Linked DNA regions of Sus scrofa: region 1 is linked to region 2. The links are chromatin contacts, called in public Hi-C maps. All regions are on one chromosome and are shown on one strand. The core of a region is the stretch at or near the end of the contact, and the rest is flanking DNA. Distances in the headings are between cores, read along the strand shown.

The links. Hi-C and Micro-C count contacts between places; a contact is called where the count stands out from the background.
Region 1: a Hi-C map of embryonic fibroblasts shows a contact between it and region 2, with 4 times the contacts expected there. The contact joins the promoter of KRCC1 here to the promoter of RPIA in region 2. A contact is called at or near these places in 1 of 47 Hi-C or Micro-C datasets (embryonic fibroblasts) and 1 of 2 datasets of contacts at active chromatin or transcription factors (alveolar macrophages).

The regions. Positions count from the first base shown.
Region 1 is chr3:57,926,262-57,930,685 of Sscrofa11.1, reverse strand. It overlaps KRCC1 (lysine rich coiled-coil 1), which reads right to left and starts at 2,423. Exons shown (of 4, transcript NM_001243946.1): 1 at 2,172-2,423.
Region 2 is chr3:57,384,218-57,388,465 of Sscrofa11.1, reverse strand. RPIA (ribose 5-phosphate isomerase A) reads left to right here and starts at 1,557. Exons shown (of 9, transcript NM_001097495.1): 1 at 1,557-1,838. The coding sequence starts at 1,566. It overlaps LOC102164763 (a long non-coding RNA gene), which reads right to left and starts at 1,372. Exons shown (of 5, transcript XR_001306050.2): 1 at 1,268-1,372; 2 at 1-436.

The DNA.
Region 1 (4,424 bases), core at 1,174-3,673, 540 kb before region 2:
GATTCGTTTCTCCTGAGCCATGAAGGGAACTCCAGATTTTATTTTATTTCAGAACAATGATACTAACCCAGGTTGACAAGATACTAAATCTAGTCTTCTTTGGAAGACTTTACTAGATCATGCCTTTACTAAGGGACTTAGGGGAACATCACTTGGTTGCAATGAATTTTAATTTCCCTTTTAGTGAATGGAATTTACATAAAGTGCTTACAAAATGTTTTAAGAAATTTATAATACTTTACTATTTTGCCATTTCTCCAAGTGAAAGGTATAAAAGATTATCGAATAGCACACACAACAAGAATATGCTGTGGAAGAGGATGGAAATAACAATTGTTTCAATGAAGTTATTATATTTAACTTCAGGAGAAGTGAAGTGTCCCTCAGGAGAAAGGAAATTAAACTATCCAACAATGTTCTGGCTTCCACCATTTTTCACTCTGGAGACAAAAAACAACCTAAGGCAACACAGCAAATACTAAAAATTACAAAATTGAGTATGGCTGAATACTTTAATAGTTCTGCTCAAGCTCCACCATCTAAAATCATTTCCAAAGCTGCCTTAAAGCCTAAAGTCAGTTTGGAACCAGCAATTTGTTTGCAGGTATACAGTATTTATAAGAACTCAAACACATCTCAGATTGAGATGATTAAAAAATAGCTTTTTGTGTTAAGGAAAATGGGTTGGTGACAACTGTAAAAACTCCAGGCAGGTATACTCCTTCCGAACTTCTGTACAGAGACTTGACCAAACTTTAACATGACCTCTAGCATTTTATGGCTGCATCCCTGGATGACCCAGTCCCACTTTTTTTCTTTTTTTGTCTTTTAGGGTCACACCTACAGCATATGGAAGTTCCCAGGCTGGGGGTGGAATGGGAGCTGCAGCTGCACTACAGCCACAGCAATGCGGGACTGAGGTTAATCTGTGACCTACACCCCAGCTCCCGGAAATGCATCCTTAACCCACTGAGCTGGGCCAGCGACGGAACCTGAGTCCTCATGGATCCCAGTCGGGTTCATTACCGCTGAGCCACAATGGAAATTCGGACCCAGTCCCATTTTGAGCTCAGGCTGGGAAAGCTCAGGGCTGTCAAAAGGCATTTATTGTTTGTTCTAGCCAACACCTGAATATAAGGCCCTGACCTCTCTTTTTTAGAGTAGTTACTAAAAAGGGTTTACAATTGTTTGTTAATTCTTCCTCTGTCCCTTTGAGATATATGTGTACCCCCCACAACTCAGGAATGTCTTTCTCAAAGATCTGAAAGCCATCCTTTTAAAGTGTAATTATCAGAAAAGGCAGGGCCTGGGGTCTCCCAGTCTGTGGGAAAAGTGAATCCTCACTTCCACAAGATGACACAGCTCGCCTAAGTGCACGGACACTGCCCAAACCTAGGTAATTTTGCGCTTTCCTGACTCTACTGAACCCCTTCCTTCATTTTCCCTCTAAAACCCCGTCACCTCTGCGCAAATCGGAATGGAGCTCAGCTCTTTCCCTACTGCAGTTACTGAATAAAAGCTGTTTTTGCCTCTCTGATGTCCTGCTGTATTATCTTTGACTCTGGTAGATACAAATTTAAATTCAGACGACTACTACAATAGGCCCGTAAATCTTAGAAGCTTGTTTTACAGGGTGTTATCCTCAAAAGCTAAGGAAAACTCTGCAAAGTAATCCCTCAAATACCTCACCCCCTCTTCCCTTCCTCCAGGGCCTCCGCAACTTGAAGCTCCCGTGTTTACTTCCTACTGTGGCCAAATTTCACTTCTCCCTCCGCGTGAGGGCTCTACTTTGTAGGATGCTGAATTTCGCCCAGCGCAGGTCTACGCCCTTCCACGTCTGGAGCCTTTTCTCTCCGTGTCTCTGTCCCCTTGATCTCGGGGTGTCCTCCTCAACCCCCTTCCCTCTCCCTGACACTCCAGATCCACGGCCTCGACCTGGCCGCCTCTCTCCCACTCCAACTTCAACTTCCCGGCAGCGGAGGCGTCCCCGCTCCCGCCGCGCTCCGTGCTGGGGCCCCGGCGGCCCTTTCCCGGGGCTGCGAGTGGGGAGGGGAGCGTAGCCCTGTCCGGGTCGGCCATCTCGCACTCTCTGGGCGCGCCCGGCCTCTACCGGGCTGGGGGATCGAGCGGCTGAAGGCCGAGGCCGCTCCCGCTGCCGGGCGGGAACTCACCTTCTCTGAGGCAGGGGCGGCCGTCTACAACTACGGCCCCCCTCCCCGCCAACGCCACCGGTCGGGGGATAGGCTGAGGTGGAGGTGGCGGAGAGGCAGGGACAACCGCTGCCGCCACCGCCGCCTCCGCCGCGGAGCAGACGGGGTGGGAGGAGGGGGCGGAGACCGGGCTTCCTGAAGGGAAGTAGCCACCACCACCACCAGCGACTGACTGGACAGCGCCCGCGCCATGGCGGCGGCGGGGCGTGCCACTGCGCTTGCGCAGTCACCCTACTCTCAGAGAGCCTTTTTAGCCCCGCCTTCTTGTTTGCTCCGCCCCCTCGGTCCCCTTCTTCCGGGACTCTGTTTTAACCTGGCCGAAGCTCTCCTCACTGCTACTCACTTCGGGCGGTGGCGGGGGGAAATCTAAAACCAACAAAGAAAAAAGTTTGGAAATCTGCGGTTTCTACCTCCAGAATATCTGAAAAATCATGATTTCCTGCTTTACCTTTTTAAAGTTTGTTAAGAGTCTTTGATACACAGTAGATTAAGCAAAATCTTTGGTGGTGATATGCTGTCATCATTGCAGCATAAATGACCTTTTTCTCTCCCTTGGCTCTCTCAGTATACGTGTATATACATACACACGTTCATCTCATCCTCTTGTTCCCTGTCTCCCAAAGAAATCACTACCCTGGTTTGTAGTCATCATTTCTTTACATATGTATATATCTTTATCACATGTATGCTTGGGGAAATTTTTTTCTTTTTTTGGTCATTTTGCCATTTCTTGGGCCGCTCCCGCGGCATATGAGGTTCCCAGGCTAGGGGTCGAATAGCAGCTGTAGCTGCTGGCCTACACTACAGCCACAGCAACGATGCCAGATCCTTAACCCACTGAGCAGGGCCAGGGATCAAACCTGAAACCTCATGGTTCCTAGTCAGATTCATTAACCACTGAGCCACGATGGGAACTCCTGCTTGGGGAAAATTTTTAGATTGTTTTTTAATTTTATAAGATTTATGTCTTTCTCTAGCAGGGCTTCTTTCACTCAATGTTTTGAGACTCATCCAAGCTGTTGCACATAAATGTTATTTATTCATTTCACTGCTATACAGTGTTACACCCCTTTTCCTGTTGATGGGCATGTCCCCTGTGCATTGTGCAAAAGTTTCTCTTGGGTAAGCTCTCCTTTCCTGTAATACAACCGCTGACTAATTTCAGGTTCCCATCATCTTTTGTTAGAACCATGGCAATAGCTACCTAATTTACCATTCTTCCTGATTTCACCGTTCCAGTCTACCAAAGGGTTCTATGTGGAAGTCATTTCTGGCTCCAGTTGTCTGTTGGAGAAAGTCCCACATGAATACTACTTCTGGGCTTCTGTGCACCTCCCTGATCTCATTATCTTCCTAGTGTTCTCACTTCCCCACCCTTTCACTTTGTGATTCAACAACATTAAACTTTTATTGATTCTTGTAAATACCCTGCTATTACATAACTCAGTTTATTGTATCTGCTACTTCTTCCTGAAACACCCTCTTCCTACTGCCTAATGAACTCCTCCTCCCCTCAGAAGTAAATCCTATCCTGAATTCAGCATTTCTCATTTTCATGTCTTTCTTTATATTTTTACTACATATGTATGTATCTCTAAGTAACATGAAGTATTGTTTTGCATGATATAAAACTTTACATAAATGTTAATATGCATACTGTTTTTTCTCCTGCACTTTGTTTTTTTTCAACTCAACATTAGTTTTTGATTTTAACCTCTGCTGAGATGTGAGGTTCTGATTCATTCCCTTTCTCATCTCTCTTAATGTCCGTTATATGAATGCACATGAGCTATCTGTTCTCCTTTCATGAGACTTTGAACTTATTTCCCATTTTTCTTTTACAGACAGTAACTTTTACCTTTAACCTTCTCATGCAGTTTCCTTGTGCACATATGTGAGAGTTTCTCCAGGGTTTATACTTAGGAGATGCTGCTGCTTTTTAACTAGGAGGCTGATGCATCAATAATACCCACCTCAAAGGGTGTTGTGAAAACACAAGTAATGCAAATAAAGCATAATTTTAAGCATTCAGATATTTATTCTTGCTTTTGGAATATCTCTCAAATGAATATGAAGCACTGGGACATAAAGGGCAATAGTCTGGTGCCAGAATGATAAAGTATAATACGTTTGCTTATGTAACTCACAGAATACCCTCTGAAGATTTCCCTGACTCCTTAGGTTTCCCTGAATATGCTTTCATATCTCTCTTGC
Region 2 (4,248 bases), core at 308-2,807:
AGAAAGAATTCTCTCACCCCACAGAGGTCCTGTTGTGGTTCTTCAGATTAAGAACCTGACTAATATCCATGAGGACGTGGGTTCAATTCCTGGCCTCGCTCAGTGAGAGCTGTGGTATAGGTTGCAGATGAGGCGCGAATCCATGTTGCTGCATAGGCATCAGTGTAGACGGGCAGCTGAGCTCTGATTAGACCCCTGGCCTGGTAACTTACATATGCTGCAGGTGCAGCCCTAAAAAGAAAAGAAAAAAAATCCTTCCACCCTAGAGTTCCCGCTGTGATGTGGCAGGTGAAGCTGACTGTGGCAGCTTGGGTTGCTGCAGAGGCATGGGTTTGATCCCTGGCCAGATGCAGTGGGTTAAAGGATCCATCATTGCTGCAGCTCCAGCTCAGATAACAACAACAACAACAAAGAGTTCTTCCATCTTTACCATGCTCTGTAAGTAAGAACAGGACGAAGAATCTCATTTATCACCCAGTTACACAAAAGGTTAAGCCTCAACTCTGCAGTTGCCCCACTAACAGTTCACCCTAAGCGGAATTCAGGGTAGAGAAAAACTGGATGAAGCCTTCTGTGTTTTGGATACATGGCCCCTAGACAAAGATATGTATCTAAGGAAGAATTTCAATGACGCTAGATTCCTGCATCCTCCCATACTTGGGAAAGCACTAAAATCATTAACTTGAACTACCTGGGTTTTTTTGATGGTAAGTAGTCAAGATGTATGCTTGACTACATTTCATAGACCAAAAATTCATATACATACTGGCTCCTCCTCTATCTCTTGTAGAGTTCCAAAGAGCTGAGAGATTATTTCCCAGGCTATAGTCCCTAGTAACATCCCAGAATAAAACTGAAACTCACTGCTCTTACATTGTGCGTGTAGTCTTTTTTTCCTTCTTTTCACCTACATCAAGACACTTTACAGGTAGAGGAGAAACTAGAAAAGTGGAAGTCCTTTTTAAGTCAAGAAGGACTGCGGGGTTTCTGCGGGTCGCATGTTATCTGCGAGGCTAGGGCTCTATCTGGAGGAAACCTTGCCATCCATATGCATAACAACATCTAAGTCTGGGGGTCCGAAATTTGTAGTCCCGGGCCTGCGGGGTCTAAGGATGGACTAAAACGGGAGTCAGGAGCCCCCAGGTGCGTTTCCCTGTGGAGCCAGTATAGAGAAGGCACTCCCGAAATGAGGTCTCCGGAAGTGCGACTGCCTCCAGCCTCGTCCACGGCCACGTTCTTACTTCTGGGAAAAACAACAGGGTCATACCTACACCCACTTCTCAGATGCGCGGACAAACAAAAAAAACCTGAAAGAATGACCCAAACTCGGCTACACGGGCGGTACAAGTCGCGCAAAGCCTGTCGCCCGAGATTTGCGCACCCGGTCGCGGAGCATTGTGGGGCCGGTGGTCCAGGCTGGGGCGCGGCTTCCGGCCGCCGAAGCCGTAGAACCACATTTCCCAGCAAGGCCTGCGCCGCAGCGACGCGGATCTAGTACGTATGCTATCAGACTTCCGGTGGAGCCGGGGGCGGGTCTGTGGTGGAGGCTGGAGCGAGGCGGCGGGATGCAGCGCCCCGGGCCCTTCAGCACCCTCTACGGGCGGGTCCTGGCCCCGCTGCCCGGGCGGGCTGGGGGCGCGGCCTCTGGCGGAGGCGGGAACAGCTGGGGCGTCCTGGGTTCGCACGTGCAGCCTCCGGGACGCGCGCAGTTCGGCGTTGGCAGCACTAGTACCAGCAGTGGGGACGCTAACAGCGTCTGCCCGGCCCCCTCCACGATGTCCAAGGCCGAGGAGGCCAAGAAGCTGGCGGGCCGCGCGGCCGTGGAGAACCACGTGAGGGTAAGCAGCTCGGGGCATGGGGCGTCTGTGCTTGGCCTGAAGGGCTCCTGCTGAGCGTTCTGGGCACTGTCGGGCGCGACTAGTTCCTGGCACAGCGGGGGTTTCGGGAGAGGGCAGAGGGTGCGCACTTTACCCGGGTTTACATCTGTTTAAAGGCTTTTTAGATGTGGAATCATTTGTGGGCAAGTCCCGTAAAAGTTGAGCTATTGAAAGAACTCCTTGCCAGGGCAGATAACTGTTTGCAAAGTGGAGGCTGGTGGTGTCTGATGTTTGGAGTGGATTTAGGAGGGACTTAACCTGTGGCTTCCTTGTCAGATGGAGAGGTCGTCATTTCTCTTCACCGCCCTGGGAAGTAGGTGGGGAGCTGACTTGAAAGGTGTTTTGAAATTTTACCCGAAGGAGGAGCTTGATTCGGTGCGCCCTTGTTCCTGAATGTACTCGCGGGAGGGAAGTGGAGACCGAGCATAAGGGGAAACTCGGGGCTTTAAACTTCCTCCCTTTGACAGGGCCCGAGTGGACACTTGAAAGCCTAGAGGACCCTGTTCTTTAGGGCGGGAGTGTGGAGATGTTTAGCTGTTTCTTGGTGAGGTCATGGCCCCACTTGTTTGCTAAGTGACGGGTGTGGTTCTCTTGGTGGAGTCTTTTAACCTAAGTGGATTTGCTGTCAACAATGAGGTTAATTATCTTAATTATAAGACTTCGGGAGCCCAGAGGCAAGTGGAGTATCTCTATCCTTAGGTGGAGTTTCCTTGGCTTTATTGGCTTTTTGTCTTTTCTGCTTCTTGGAAAGAGGTATCAGATTCCCTTTTCTCTAATGGTGGTTCTTTATTCTTTGCATTTGATAATGCTTTAGTGTACAAGATTATTTTGCCTAGATGTTCCATCCTCCCACAGCCTGGCTAAATGGGAGGGGCCTGCCCTGTAGGAGGAATGACCAAGGAACTTACAGGACCCAAACCCTGTGGCTCCTGTTCTAGTGCCCTTCCACCACTCCCACGGCCACCCTGTTATGGTGTAATAATCTGGTTAGCAATAGGATTTTCTGTGGGAGTTCACAGAGATAATGTGAAATGTGTAACCTGGTTCTGCTTTTGGGTTTCAGTGCCTCAGCTGCAAAATGGGGACCATAAGCTGAAATTTCGAAATGCCTGGATAAAGTGAGTGGTAATGGATAAATGAAGTCTATATAGATAGGCAAGTTCCATATATTAGATTTCTTATTAACCTGTTTACATTACCATTTGGTAGCATGTATCTCTCTGACTGTAGTTTTGTTATTATGTATTTGGTTAAATAAAAATTTGCAAGTCCCCTCCTCAGGCCAGAGCCCCACAACACTGGATTCCAGCCACATTCCCCGAAGTTCCAGGCGATCCTGGGGAGAGCTTTACTGGTCGTTTGGGGGCAGTCTCAGTTACACTCACTTTCCTTTGCAAACTTCTTTCCTGAGATGCCAGTATTACTTGAATTTTGTATGTTCTGTCTTCAGCATTGATTCATTCACTTCATTCCTGTGCTTGGTATTTGTTGAGTGTGTCAAGCAGTTGATGTGGTGGCCAGAAATGTGGCTAAAGGAGGGAGGAGGGCAGGCTGGTCCCGAATATTTTGCAAACAAGATAATTTAATTCAAAGCCTTTCATTTATTGAGTATAATCATGTACCTAATTGTCAAGGTTTAGCTGCCCTCACCAGAGGATATCCTTTTTTTCATCTAAGGCCAAGTTTTCCTCTAGCACTTCGTGTCTTGAAATTATGTACTCATTACCCAACTCAGGCTTGGCTGCTGACCCCTGGAAAGACAAGTGTTGGTTGTAAAGAAAGGGTTGTTTTGTTCTGGATGCTGGCAACCTGGGGAGGAGGACTCCCAGAACCAAGTCCCAAGTTTCTGCTTGGCCAGGAAAGTTTTTTAAGGGAGAAAGGGGAAGTTAATTGCAGGTAATCATTTGGGGGGGGGTCAGAGTCTTATTTTCCACTGTGGGCAGACTTTCCTTAGATTGGTTGATGGTGAGCTAATAACGGCAGTATTGCAAGACCCTCCTGCTCAGCCTGAAGTTACCATCCTTCACCTGAGTGGAGGCCTTAGATCCTGCGGAAGAATTCCAGAATAAGTTATGTATATTTTCTGGACCTGGCACTATTGTTTCTGGACTGTTCCTCCTTGGTTTCTGCATTTCCTCCCTTCCCTGATTAGCAATTGTTTGAATCTGCCCTTTGGAACTCAGGGAAGATCTGGGAAGCAGAATGAAGCCTACTTCCTGCAAACCAGAAGGAGCGGATGTGGAAAGGATTTGTACCCAGGAGGGCCCCGAAAGATCCTGCTCAGTTTCATACTCATGTTAGTGTTCGTTTATGGAGGTAGGTTGTACTGGGTCCTTTTGGTTCCACCTTTGGATACCCTGAGAACGGACCC